Regions from separate parts of the Mus musculus genome. Here region 1 is linked to region 2. Evidence: chromatin contacts called from public HiChIP or PLAC-seq data. All regions are on one chromosome and are shown on one strand. Each heading gives the region's core, a stretch centred on a gene start, on an enhancer-like site or on the middle of the called end of the contact. The rest is flanking DNA. Distances are from core to core; before and after follow the strand shown.

Evidence for each region. HiChIP or PLAC-seq counts read pairs in DNA pulled down with a chosen protein or histone mark.
Region 1: an H3K27ac HiChIP or PLAC-seq map of extraembryonic endoderm stem cells shows a contact between it and region 2. The contact joins two enhancer-like sites. A contact is called at or near these places in 10 of 484 Hi-C or Micro-C datasets (B cells, cerebellar granule neurons, cortical neurons and 6 more) and 1 of 115 datasets of contacts at active chromatin or transcription factors (extraembryonic endoderm stem cells).

The regions. Positions count from the first base shown.
Region 1 is chr4:111,475,034-111,480,535 of GRCm38.p6, forward strand. All of the region lies in intron 6 of Agbl4 (ATP/GTP binding protein-like 4), which reads left to right. Among named protein-coding and RNA genes, the nearest start is that of Bend5, 63 kb to the left of the region's middle. Within about 2 kb of position 2,733, at least 13 of the 459 cell types and tissues checked have an H3K27ac peak or open chromatin away from gene starts, as enhancers often do. A contact at or near this core is called in extraembryonic endoderm stem cells, where this site is marked.
Region 2 is chr4:111,327,165-111,333,051 of GRCm38.p6, forward strand. It overlaps Agbl4 (ATP/GTP binding protein-like 4), which reads left to right. Exons shown (of 13, transcript NM_030231.3): 6 at 4,076-4,115. Among named protein-coding and RNA genes, the nearest start is that of Bend5, 85 kb to the right of the region's middle. Within about 2 kb of position 3,712, at least 7 of the 459 cell types and tissues checked have an H3K27ac peak or open chromatin away from gene starts, as enhancers often do. A contact at or near this core is called in extraembryonic endoderm stem cells, where this site is marked.

The DNA.
Region 1 (5,502 bases), core at 1,483-3,982, 150 kb after region 2:
TGTTTGCAGCATGGCTGTCTCTGAGAGTTGCTTGCCCTCCTTCAGTACCCTTACATGAGTATTCTTCCTGTGGGAAACACCTTGTCTGGAAATGCTGAGTCCCAGGCTGACCCAAGTGTGTCTTTTCTGGGACTTTGTGGATCTATCACTGCTCACTTTAGTGAATTCCATTTATGCTTTGGTGTTGTTGTTTGTTTGTCTTCTTGTTTTCTTGGAGACAGGGTCTTAACCATATAGTCCTGGCTGGCCTGGAACTAACAGAGCTCTGCCTGTCTCTGCCTCCTGAGCGCTGGGATAAAAGTCATGTGCCATCGCGCTGAGGTTTCTGTTTGGTTTTGCAGCTGTCCTGCCTACCAGACCAAGACAAGAACTTCTGAAGGACAGTCTACCTTGCTCAGTATGGTCCTTGACCCAGCACAAACCTGGAAAAAGGGCATCAGTGAGAATCAGTCCTGAGCTGCTGCGGTTTCCCAGTCACAGGGTACCCCGCACATCAAGCACTGGCAGCAGGCTCAGATGGGGCCAGGGAGATGGGGTAGGACAGGGCCTCCAGGGTGCTGCCACACCCCCTGGGGCTACTGTCTTGGTGCCTTTCTTGTGTGCTCCTGTTTTTAACCCCATTCATGGGGGCCACAGCCACGTAATTGGATTGAGCCGACACTGACAAGGTCAATTTGACAATTTCATTAATCTTTTATTAAACACGAGCCCTGAGCTCCAGCCAAGCTTGTCTGTGAGCTGTCCCCAGAACGTGCCTGGCATATTCCTGTCTCGTATGCTTCCGCCCGGCCAGACATGACTGTCCTGGTAATGCCAGCTGTGACAGAGTGCTTCCCGGGTGCTGGATCTGATGCAGAGGAAAGCTTTCAGTCTCTTGGGCCACCTGGTATGTGATTAGTGTGCCACATGATTATCAAGATGATGGTGGTGGTGGAGGTGACAATGATGAGGTCACAGTAACCCTGACAATTAGAAATCAAACCTTTTCCTTTGTTTGCTGAGAATGAGATTGAGCCTTGGAGAAAGGACTTTAAGGGTTCTTTCCTGGGGAGAATGAAGAGCAGGTAACAGTGGAACTAGCAAGCTAGAATGGACCAGAGTTTCAGAGGGAACAATGGAGATGTGTATGATAAGCAATGTGTCCGTCACATGATACACATACAACTGAAGTGTTAGAAGTGAAGGGACAGAGGAGGGAAGGGAAAAGACAGGGATCTGGAAAACTGATGTATATGATGCCTCTGTAAGAGCCTTGAGGAAGATAGTGGATGCCTTTGTGTGTGAGAGGAGGATCTTAGACATGAGCTCTCAGGATTCAGCGAGAAGAAGGAGAGACAGGAGAGCACTAAGAGGAGTCCAGGGTGACTGTGATGGAGAGAGAGAGGATGATGAGACTGGAAGACCAGGTGGAACCAGGGCTCAGGAGCCTTGGGAACACAGGAGGGTTTTCAGCAAGGATCTAGAAGCATCATTTGAAAGCACTTCTGGGTATGTTGTGGAGGACTGATTGGAGAGTGCTCGGCTTTTTCAGGCATTCTGGCAACAGGAAGTAAGGACTTTCTGAGAAACTGTGGGAGGGGGGGTGAGGGGTTAGAGCAGGGAGGAGAGGGACACAGGGCCCATGTGATTTCAGGCAAAGGAAAGGCTGTCTTTGGAGCTGGGCAGAGGGGAGGGAACAAGTTCCATACCAGGCCCAGACAATATAGTGAGTGAGTACCAGAGCTTCCTCAACCCGCACCCAGAGGAAGAGGCTGTTAGGATCAGCCCATTCATGGGCTGTGTGCAGATCTTAATTAGCGGGGGCAGGTAGTTTGTCAGATGAGACCCTTGCTGATACAGCCATGCCCAGTGCTTACCTCCAGAGCTGTAAGGAGACAGGCTGCCCTTAACACTATAGGTTAATGGCTCCCCTGGCAAGGAAAAGAGCCCAGGGACCCACTGACTCACAACATGGGAATTTACAGGCTCACCCTCAAGGACCTAAGAAGCCATTAATGCCCTTGGCCAGATTTCTGCAATGTCACTCAAGGCCTGAGCTACTCAGAAGACCTCAGCTCCCCTACTTTGCTGATACCTGCTTTCTGCTAAACTTGTTCTTCCCCAGGAGTAGACTACAGACATTGGCCATGGGCTAGGCACAAGTCAGACCCTGAACTACGGAGATGGGTTGCCAATGGTGGAACCCTGAGGACCGTCAGGTAGAGGTGAGCTGTGACGGCAGCCAGTGATACTCAGTGCTAGGAATAGAGCATGTCCCAAGGAGGAGAGATGGGTATTAGAATATGCACAGCGGCTCTATGGGCAGGCCAGAAGTGGTGAGCTTTGGACTTCTCTTGATGATCAGCTTTGTGTCATTACTGCCTTATTGTTGTTGTTATCTGGTTATATAAAAGTTGTCATGAGAATTGATAGAAACTGCCTTCTTCGTGTTTGAAACTACCTGGGGCAGAATCTAGGAAAGGGTTCTCCAGACTCCTTGCCTCCATATTGAAAGAGGGGAGCTGTGAAAAGTGAGTGGATGGAGTCATAGGAGTTCAATGCTTAAACCCAATCTGATTAGTCTCTCTGCTTCTGTAAAACAAACAAAAAACAGGCTCGCTGCTGCTGCCTCCATGCACAGACACACTGCAGCCTCTGCTATTGGCTGGCTTGTCTCTGTGTACCTGCCAGCCTCCTCCCTCATACCCACCCTCCCCGCTGTAACATGCCAACTGCTCCTGCACTTCCCAGGGTAGCCACAGGTAGTCCCCACCCTCAGACTTTGTTGGTATGGCTTTCTCTGCTTGGAGGGTCCATTTCATACAAGGGCCCCTTTGGTGGCATTGTCGGCTATGCTAGCAAGTCTTCTCTGGGAGAATTTAGGGTTCGGAGCCAGGCATAGGGCTGCTGAGTCTCAGGGAATTCTTCAGTGCCCTCCCCTTGACATGAAGCAGTCAACTGCCCCTACTGCATCCAGGGAGGCAGGCTTCTTTTCTTCAGTTCCCCTGATGCTTATAGGGCTCCTGTGGAGGAGATAAAGGGGCAGCCTCCCAGCCAGCTGACTTTGGGGACCTGAACTCTGGATTCCCTACTGAGGTTCTGTGCCACATTGGAGAGTTAGTTAATCTCAGTGCTTCTGGTTCTTCCTAGCTATATCAGGCGTCCTGATAGGAACTGCTTTGTTGCAGGAGCTAATCTGGTTGTCATTCAAAGGTCTTAGAAGAATGCCTGGCAGGGAGCAAGTGCTCACTAAGGGGCTAATCATTACCATTGCTTTTTAATTTGAAAATGACAAAGTGAAAGGTAAAAATACACAGGAGATAAAAAGAAAAAGCATCTTTCTCAATTGCCTTACAGGGGCTTCCCTGTGTTCTGTTCATCCCACTGATGTGTTGAACATCTATTGTGTACACACACTCATGAAGGCACACATACACAATCCTGCGAGCCTCTTCTGGGCTTGCTTTTCTTACTTATTAGCATACGCAAATGTCTTTGAAGCCCCACAGGAACTTTATCTGGCTTTGTAGTCACATGGCCTGCTACAGAATAGGCATTGTATGAAATCCTGTAGAAGTGGTGGGTGGGGGGTGGGGGGCAGGGGAGAAGCAGAAGTCAAACTGGCTTAGGGTAGCAGCTAGAGGTAAGTCCAAAGAGTCAACTACAGCCTAGCAGTTGTCACTGCTGAGAGGAAGGGCAACCATATACGAATGACCTCCTTGCTGCAGATGAGATATCTTCATTTAAGGTTTCTGGGCTAGAAATGTCATTTCCAAATGTGTCCATTAGTAGATTTGAAGATGAGGTCTTTGGGAGGTATGGGGTATTGGGAGGGGTCATGGGGCCTCATCATGTCACAGTGGCTTCCACAAGGCAGAGAGCCCTGAGCCAGTGATGAGTTCATACGTGTAATGAAGCAGTTCTGTCTCCACATAGGATGCTGTGTGTCGTGTTTTGGGGAAGCAGGAAGACCCTCACCACCACCTGGTGCTGTGCTCTTAGACTTTCCAGCCTCTGAATGTCATTTTTTTTAATGCGTTGCTTGTCTGAGGTGTTTGGTTCTATGAACACAAAGCACACCGAGACACCTTTCATTTTAGTGACAATACTTGAAGCCAGAGAGGGGCCCAGGCTCCCTGAAATCACTGAGCAGTCAGTGAGGGGAGAGCTGAACACAGCCAGGCTTTGGCTTTGGTACATGGGTAAAATGTGTTACCCTTCCCTTCTTCCCTCCCACAGTCCTCCTGCCTTGAGGTGTAACTCCTGGGTGGGGACAGCCTTTTGCCCTTGTTACCTTGTTCTGCACTTTCCAAAGCCTGAGTTTGTTGTAGAGCCTGGAGCAGCTGCTTCCAGATGGGTAGGAGGCAGAAGGGAGCAGGACATGACCAATGAGGAAGGTTACTAGAACAAGAGGGACTCTTTTTCCTTTGTTGCTCCTAGTGGATTTTGCCTCTTGGATTCCACCGTATTTTGCTTTGGTTTGGAAGCTTTGCTCCTTCATTCCCTCAACATGCATGCAGACATACACCGAAGCATATACAATCTACTCAACATGCATGCACACATACACCGAAGCATATACAATCTACTGCAAAAAGGGAAGTAAGCACGACACTGGCCAAGTGGATTATGCTGGGTCTCATTGTGGCAGACTAAAGCATTTTCTCTATTAGAAAACAATCCTTTCTAAACCCTCCCCACGAGTCTTCTGCCATCGTCACTGCACCCTGGGCCATTTGTGTGTACAGTGTCCTCTGCTCTTTTTACCTTGTCTCAGAATCCCAGGGCTCCTCCTGATCCATCCATTCCTCCCACCCATGTAATCGGCTCATCCAAGTACCTCATGCAACCATCCTCCAAGCCTACCTCTAGTGCTCATATAGCCCTGTTCCTGGATGTTAGCGTCCTACCCCAGAGAGATACCTGGGATGGGAGGCTGGTCAGAAGCTTTATAGCATTGGCTAGGTGTGGGTTTCAGGCAGCCAGGGAGCCAGGCAGTTTCTCATCATATGCTAGATTCAGCTATGAAAGAATACAGATGTGTGTGCTTTATCTAGGGGTCTGAGAAAACCACTTTCCAGATCTCAGATTCTACATCTGAAAGGTGCTGATGATGTTGGTTGAGCCGGCATGTTAAACTGGCAAAGATGTAGAAAATAATTAAGTGTTCCACTGGTGTATATTTCCTTCCCTGACCCTTTCCCTAGGCGACAGAGTAACTACAGGGGCCAAAAAAGAGACCCCAAACTCAAAGTGGAACAACAGAGCTGATCCCTGGCCAGGCATGCAAGAGATAAATGGGTAGTCTGGCATGCCCTTCACGTAAACTCCAGCTGTGTATTGAGATGTCAAACTATTGCTGACTCTTCACGCAGTCTCCCAGATCTCAGCAGCAGCTGTGGGAAAACACTTCCCATCCCCAGGTAGACAGATAGTGGACCTTTGAGATGACATGAATAACTGGAAACACACTGAACACCAGGGGCTTCATGGTCACCTTTATCACTTGCACTTTGATCAATA
Region 2 (5,887 bases), core at 2,462-4,961:
AGAATGGCTGGCTTCTGCAGTGACAGGAGAACGCTCGGGACTTGCTGGTGCTCTTGTCTAAATTGTCTCCCGTCTCTGCTGTGACAGACTGGCTGTTCCTCAAATAGCTATCCTGCGTGAAAACAGAAAGCAACACTGAACACACAATCAGTGACTATTCTCCTCTGCCACACAGAACCCCCACACAAAACCAGCCCTGAGCTCCAAGAACACTACGTCCCTTTTCATTCTAAGAGATAATTGCAGTGCAGTCGTGACCAAAAAGAAAAGTCCATTTTTAACCACAGCCTCACAATCACCCCATCCAGATGAAGAAGGCCAAATTCTCTGAGGCTCAGTTCCAACATTCCTGGGGCTTATAAAGAAAGGGATTTGAGGGGAAGTATGAAGGCAGTTGACAAAAACAAAAACAAAAACAAAATTGTTTGTAACTAATATGTCTTTTGGAAGAGTGATATCCAACCCTCAGGAGCTCATCTGGTGACCTACTGAGTGAGGTTCTGTCAAAGAGGGTAATGAGTGACCAGAAGATCTCTGTTGGGTTTCTTCTATTAGTCAGGTGCTAGGCAAGCCCCTTGAGAGAGAAGTCAAGAAGCCGTGGGAACGTATTGTAATGTTGCTCCTGTGGGGCCTCAGGTAAAATCCAGCATAGACTTGTCAGGTCAAGAAAGGCCTGACAGAAGAAGAGGCATTCAAGAGGCAAGCCAAGTAACAAGTAGAAAGGAAGTCAGGTGCCCCTCGTTTACAAATGCAATAGTTTCCCATCGGCAGTTTCCAGTGATCATTACTCTAGTTACTCTAGTAATGACGTTTCTCACTTTCGTTTATTATTTTTTACTTTTGAAAAATTCTAACCTAATTACTTGACTATTCCATTTCTTTGCTGAAAGCTGTTAGGCAGTCATTCTGAAACATATGCTTTTGTTTTCATTTGCATTTAGACCATGGATTTTGCAATCCTGTCTGAAGTGCTATTTAGAACATAAACAGATGACACTTACCAGATTATGCCACTAGGTGGTGCACACATAGTCAATTGTAGGATAATAGGGTTTATCTGCAGATGACACTTCATCATCACAGAGGCGATACAGACAATAGAAGCTACGGGTCGGGTCGGGTCGGAAAGAGGTGGAGATGGGAAGCACTATCAGAAAAGATAGACTTTGTTGCTAGCTGGAGAATGGCAGAGCAAAACTATAAAAATGAGAAGCCTCAAAGGCATGGCAGAGGAAAAGCCATGGGGAAGAAGGAACTGCTTACTCTCCATAATGATGAGTTCCTACTTAACAGGGTCATTGCAGAGGGCATAACAGAATAGTTGAATCAGTTAAACTAAATGACATCAGTCCTTCCCAGGTTTTGTTCTGGGCGCTGGAGGCATAGAGATGAAATGGCAGAGCCCTGTCATCAGTGACGTGATATATAGACACAGAAAAAGACAAAACAGAATGATACGAGAGATCAGTTTTGCAAGGTGCAATGGAAGAACAAAGCAGAAAATATTTATTCTGCCAAAGAAAGGAGAGGAGTGCGTTAGGTTTGGGGATTAGTGTACAGGAGCTCCATGGAGAACATGAGAAGTTCTAACCGCACTGGCAGAGAGAACAGCATAAACACAGGCGTAGGGGATGTAGGGGTTGCAAGGATGCTGTGGATTTGGCGATTAGTTCACTGAGCTCAGCAAGTGCTCACTGAGAGTGCCTCTGCAGTGTGGAGAGAGAGACCTAAAGATGAATAGTAGTTCTGAGCCTATAAAATGTTTCCCATCTATCGAGGAAGATTCACACGGGCAGGGGGAAGTTGCAATGTGACAGTGCAGTTTAAAACGTGGTTCCTTTGAATTCTGACTCTGTCCTTGAGCCCAGGTTCTGGAGCCCAGGGATTCTGAGAGTATTCGACACCAGAAAAGGGAACCCACAAGTACAGCACCTGGTTGCATTCTACTTGAAGCCTCTCTTGATCTTTTTTAGGATTCTGAAGTTTGTAACCAGAAACAGTCAGTTATACAAAACTAGACACAAGAGCCAGGACACATACCCAGGTGTGTCTGCCTCTTGCCAGGTTTTCCTTCTCATTCTTCTCCAGTTAATCCCAAGCACAGAGATACCATTTAGTAATAGAGCTTACAAAGGAATTAAAACTTTTTGGATAAATAGGCTTCTTTTTTTCTTCACTACTTGTGTCTATCATGAAACTTACAGAAGAAAAAGGACTACTATATCCTTCTCTCCTGCATGAGCAGAGTTCCAGGCCATGCAGGTTGACTTGGGCAAGGGCAGTTTGAGCCAACTTTCCCTCTTCTAGATTCCACATTCAGGGAAAGAGGCCATCTGGCTCCAGCACTCCCCCTTCCTGGCATGTGTGAGTCTGTATTTTATTTCAGTGTGAGAACTCATGCTTGCTACATAGATCAGTGACATCTTGGAGTTGCGTTGTTTGCTTGAAGTCAACTGGAATGAGTTATGAGCTGGCAGGAAAGCAGGGATGTGTTACTGAGAAAGCCTCAAAGAGACACAAACTTGCTTGTAGACCCCTGAGAAGTCAGAATCAACCAGTAGAGAATGCTTCAAGCGGTTTTTGTTATAGCATATCAAAGTTGAATGGCTAAAGAGAGCACCCTGGGGACAAGGAAGTTTGAGAAGAGATGCTCATGGGGAAAAAAAAAAAAGACAGGAATTGAGAACATTTAGCCTGGAGAAACAGACACAGCTGTTACGACGGGCTGAGGCAACAAGAAGTTATGCTGCCATTACAGGGCTTTACTTTGTTCAAAGGAGAGCTGAATTAACAATAAGTAGGGAGATCCTATCAAGGAAAAAGGTGGAACAGAGATAGTTCACACAGCTGGAGATGGGAAGAGGACATTGAAGGGGGATTATATGAAGGATAGGCCAAACACAATGACTCCTGAGCTCTAAGTATTAGTGATCCTATGCAAATGAGAGTGGCAGCCTGTGTGACTAAGGGTCAGATGTCCTGTAATAAAAGTTCCCCCACCAATACTAAATAGAGTATCTTACTGATAACATACCATGAGCTATGAGTGCCATAATTTAGACTCTAAAGGCAGGATTGGGACTGGCATATTCCTGCCAGTCAGTGGAGTTGTAGTTTTGAGAACTACTTTCCCGTCTTTGAATGTAATCAATCTTCCTCTGGGCAATACTCACCCAGTAGGATCGCCGTCGGTCCGAAATGTTACATGAGAGCACCCAGTAGGATCGCCATCAGGCCGAAATGTTACATGAGAGCACCCAGTAGGATCGCCATCAGGCCGAAATGTTACATGAGAGCTCCTAGTGCTGGCTGTGCCTGGACTTTAGTCTACACTAGTCAAAAGGCCATTGTTGACTTCCCTTCTGCTTAAGCGAACTTCAGGAAGCCATTCTTGGAAAGTGTCGAGATAAAAAGAGGGTGGAGTGCAATCTGACAAGCTGTCACTGGGGGAAACACCAGGGAAGAGAAGCCCCTGAAACATGAAGCCTAAATCCACAGCTCTCAGCTCTCGGAACAGAGTTTGTGTGACCATTTACAGAAGATGACACACTCTGTCTTCAGCATTTCTCTTAGAAAAGAGAAAGAGGGCAACAGGAAGACAGGGGCCTCTCTGGGAGACTAGAATGGGGCATTTTTTCTGTGTCCATAGGTAAGCCACATTCTTCCCAGGCCTTTCTGTTCATGATTACAGTATAGGCCTATTTAGATGTGCTCCATTGCCCTCTCAGAAAGGCTATCAAAGCCAGGCAGTGGTGGCATGCGCCTTTAATCGGAGCACTTGAGAAGCAGAGGCAGGCGGATTTCTGAGTTCAAGGCCAGCCTGGTCTATAGAATGAGTTCCAGGACAACCAGGGCTACACAGAGAAACTCTGTCTCGAAAAACCAAAATAAATAAATATTTTTTAAAAGAGGCTATCAATTTTACCTAGTCTGTATGGTGGAAGAACCCTCAGAACAACCATGTACACGGACATCATCTTGCATTTCTCCCCTGCCCTGCTATTCTCCACTGCCCTGCTAGGCATATGTTTGGCTGTGCAAATCATGGCCCTCACTGTTATGTTTTCTATTGCAGCAACAGCGGCAGCTTGACCTCCTGACGATAACCAGCCCGGGTGAGTAGGTGCTGAGCACCATTTTGCTTGGAGTTTCTCAGAGTCATGCCTTGCAGCCTCTCCAGACACAAGCCCTGCCCTCCTCTGACTCTCAGAATGAAGTCAGTTGATTCTTGCAAGGTTAATGACCTTCTTCCTCCTCTCTGTGCCTGAGGCACTTTCCTGTCTCCCACCCCCAACCCCCACCCGGCTCTGTGTTGCCTCCTGAAGGGTGACATTGATGCTGCTCTGGGTGACAACTGGATTCCCTGAGTGGTGAAGTTCTCCCCCCAAATCACTCACTGGACTCACATATTAAGAAACTGTTCTTGTCTCCTGGGAAATAAGTTTTAAAATTACAGGGAATGGAGAAACAGCCTATATGGTGCTGTAGAATGAAGGGAGGATGGCTCATGAGCAGGGGCCAATCTGTTAGGTGATGGGGTTTGCTCACTGGCTGGTCTGAGAATCAAGGTGGCTTTTGGTTTTCTCCATTAACATGGACTCAAGTCTCAAAAACAAACAAACAAACAAACAAACAAACAAACAAACAAAACAAACAAAAACCCAGAAGGTCTTTTCATTCCCTGAGGTTTGACCTCTAGCACAGTGAGAAGTTGAGAAGTTTAGTGATGTCAGAGAAGTATTTTACTCTGGTTTGAAAAGTCAAGGGTAAATTGAACTACAGAAACAATTTTCTTTTATTGATGCCAAGAGATTTCATTGGTGTTTGTGAGTGTGTATGACGGTTCATCTTCACCGGTGGGTGATATTCAAAATATTTAAGAGCCCCAGTGACCAGCTCCTGTGCCAAACATTAACACTTTGGTCACTGGGCTGTGAAAGAACTAGGTTCCAGGGAAGAGGAGCTAGTGTGACAGAGTGCTCATATGCAAGATGGTGGCTCAGGAAATCACTCTCAATAAATGTGAAGACATTCAATATCTTGGTAGCCAATATGGACAAACTATGTTGGCCTTGCCTTCCATCAGGCCTGCTATGCTTGTAACCAGTTAGCAAAAAGCCTGAGGGCTTGCACTCCGCAGGCAGAACCCTAGCACACAGGCTAGGAACCTGGTATGTACATAGGACACTGAGCCCAAATGTAATAAGGTGCCTTTACCCATTTCGGGTGACAGATTTCCATGTGACACAGCTCTTTGACTTGGGGCGACAGAAGAATGAATGTAGAGACCATTGTTGTTATTCCTGTGACTGCATCTCCTGTAGCCCAGACTGACGTTCAACTTTCTATGTTGCTGGGGAGGACTTTGAACTGTTGATCCTTATGATTCCACTTCCCAAATGCTGGTAATACGTATTAGAGTATGCCACCATGCCTGGGTAGGAGTGATTGGAAACTGTTTAATATATCGTATAGAATAAGCTACATCTAGACTTGTATGAGTAACACTTCTATATGTTTAACAATTCCATAACTGGGCCAATAGAGCATCCTTGAGTGACCTGCTATTTCTTCTTCAAGTTAGGGCTCAGGGATTGTCTCTGTCCCATCCTATGTAGTGACACTCCTGTTGTCAAGAGTTTTTCTCAAGTATGAGTGCATTACCCGGATCAACTGTCCACATCCCGTCACATCTGGTCTCTTCTTGGTGTGATGCCTACATATACACTGGAGAGGGTTCTAGATATGTCTTTGGCTGTTTTAGAATGACACTTTTAGACTAGTAAACTGCATTTCTTTTGTGCTAGCTTTGACTGCTCCTAATCGCTACTACACAGATTTAAACAGAGCACTTGTGCATTCCAGTATGCTCCTTTTAGACAGCTGT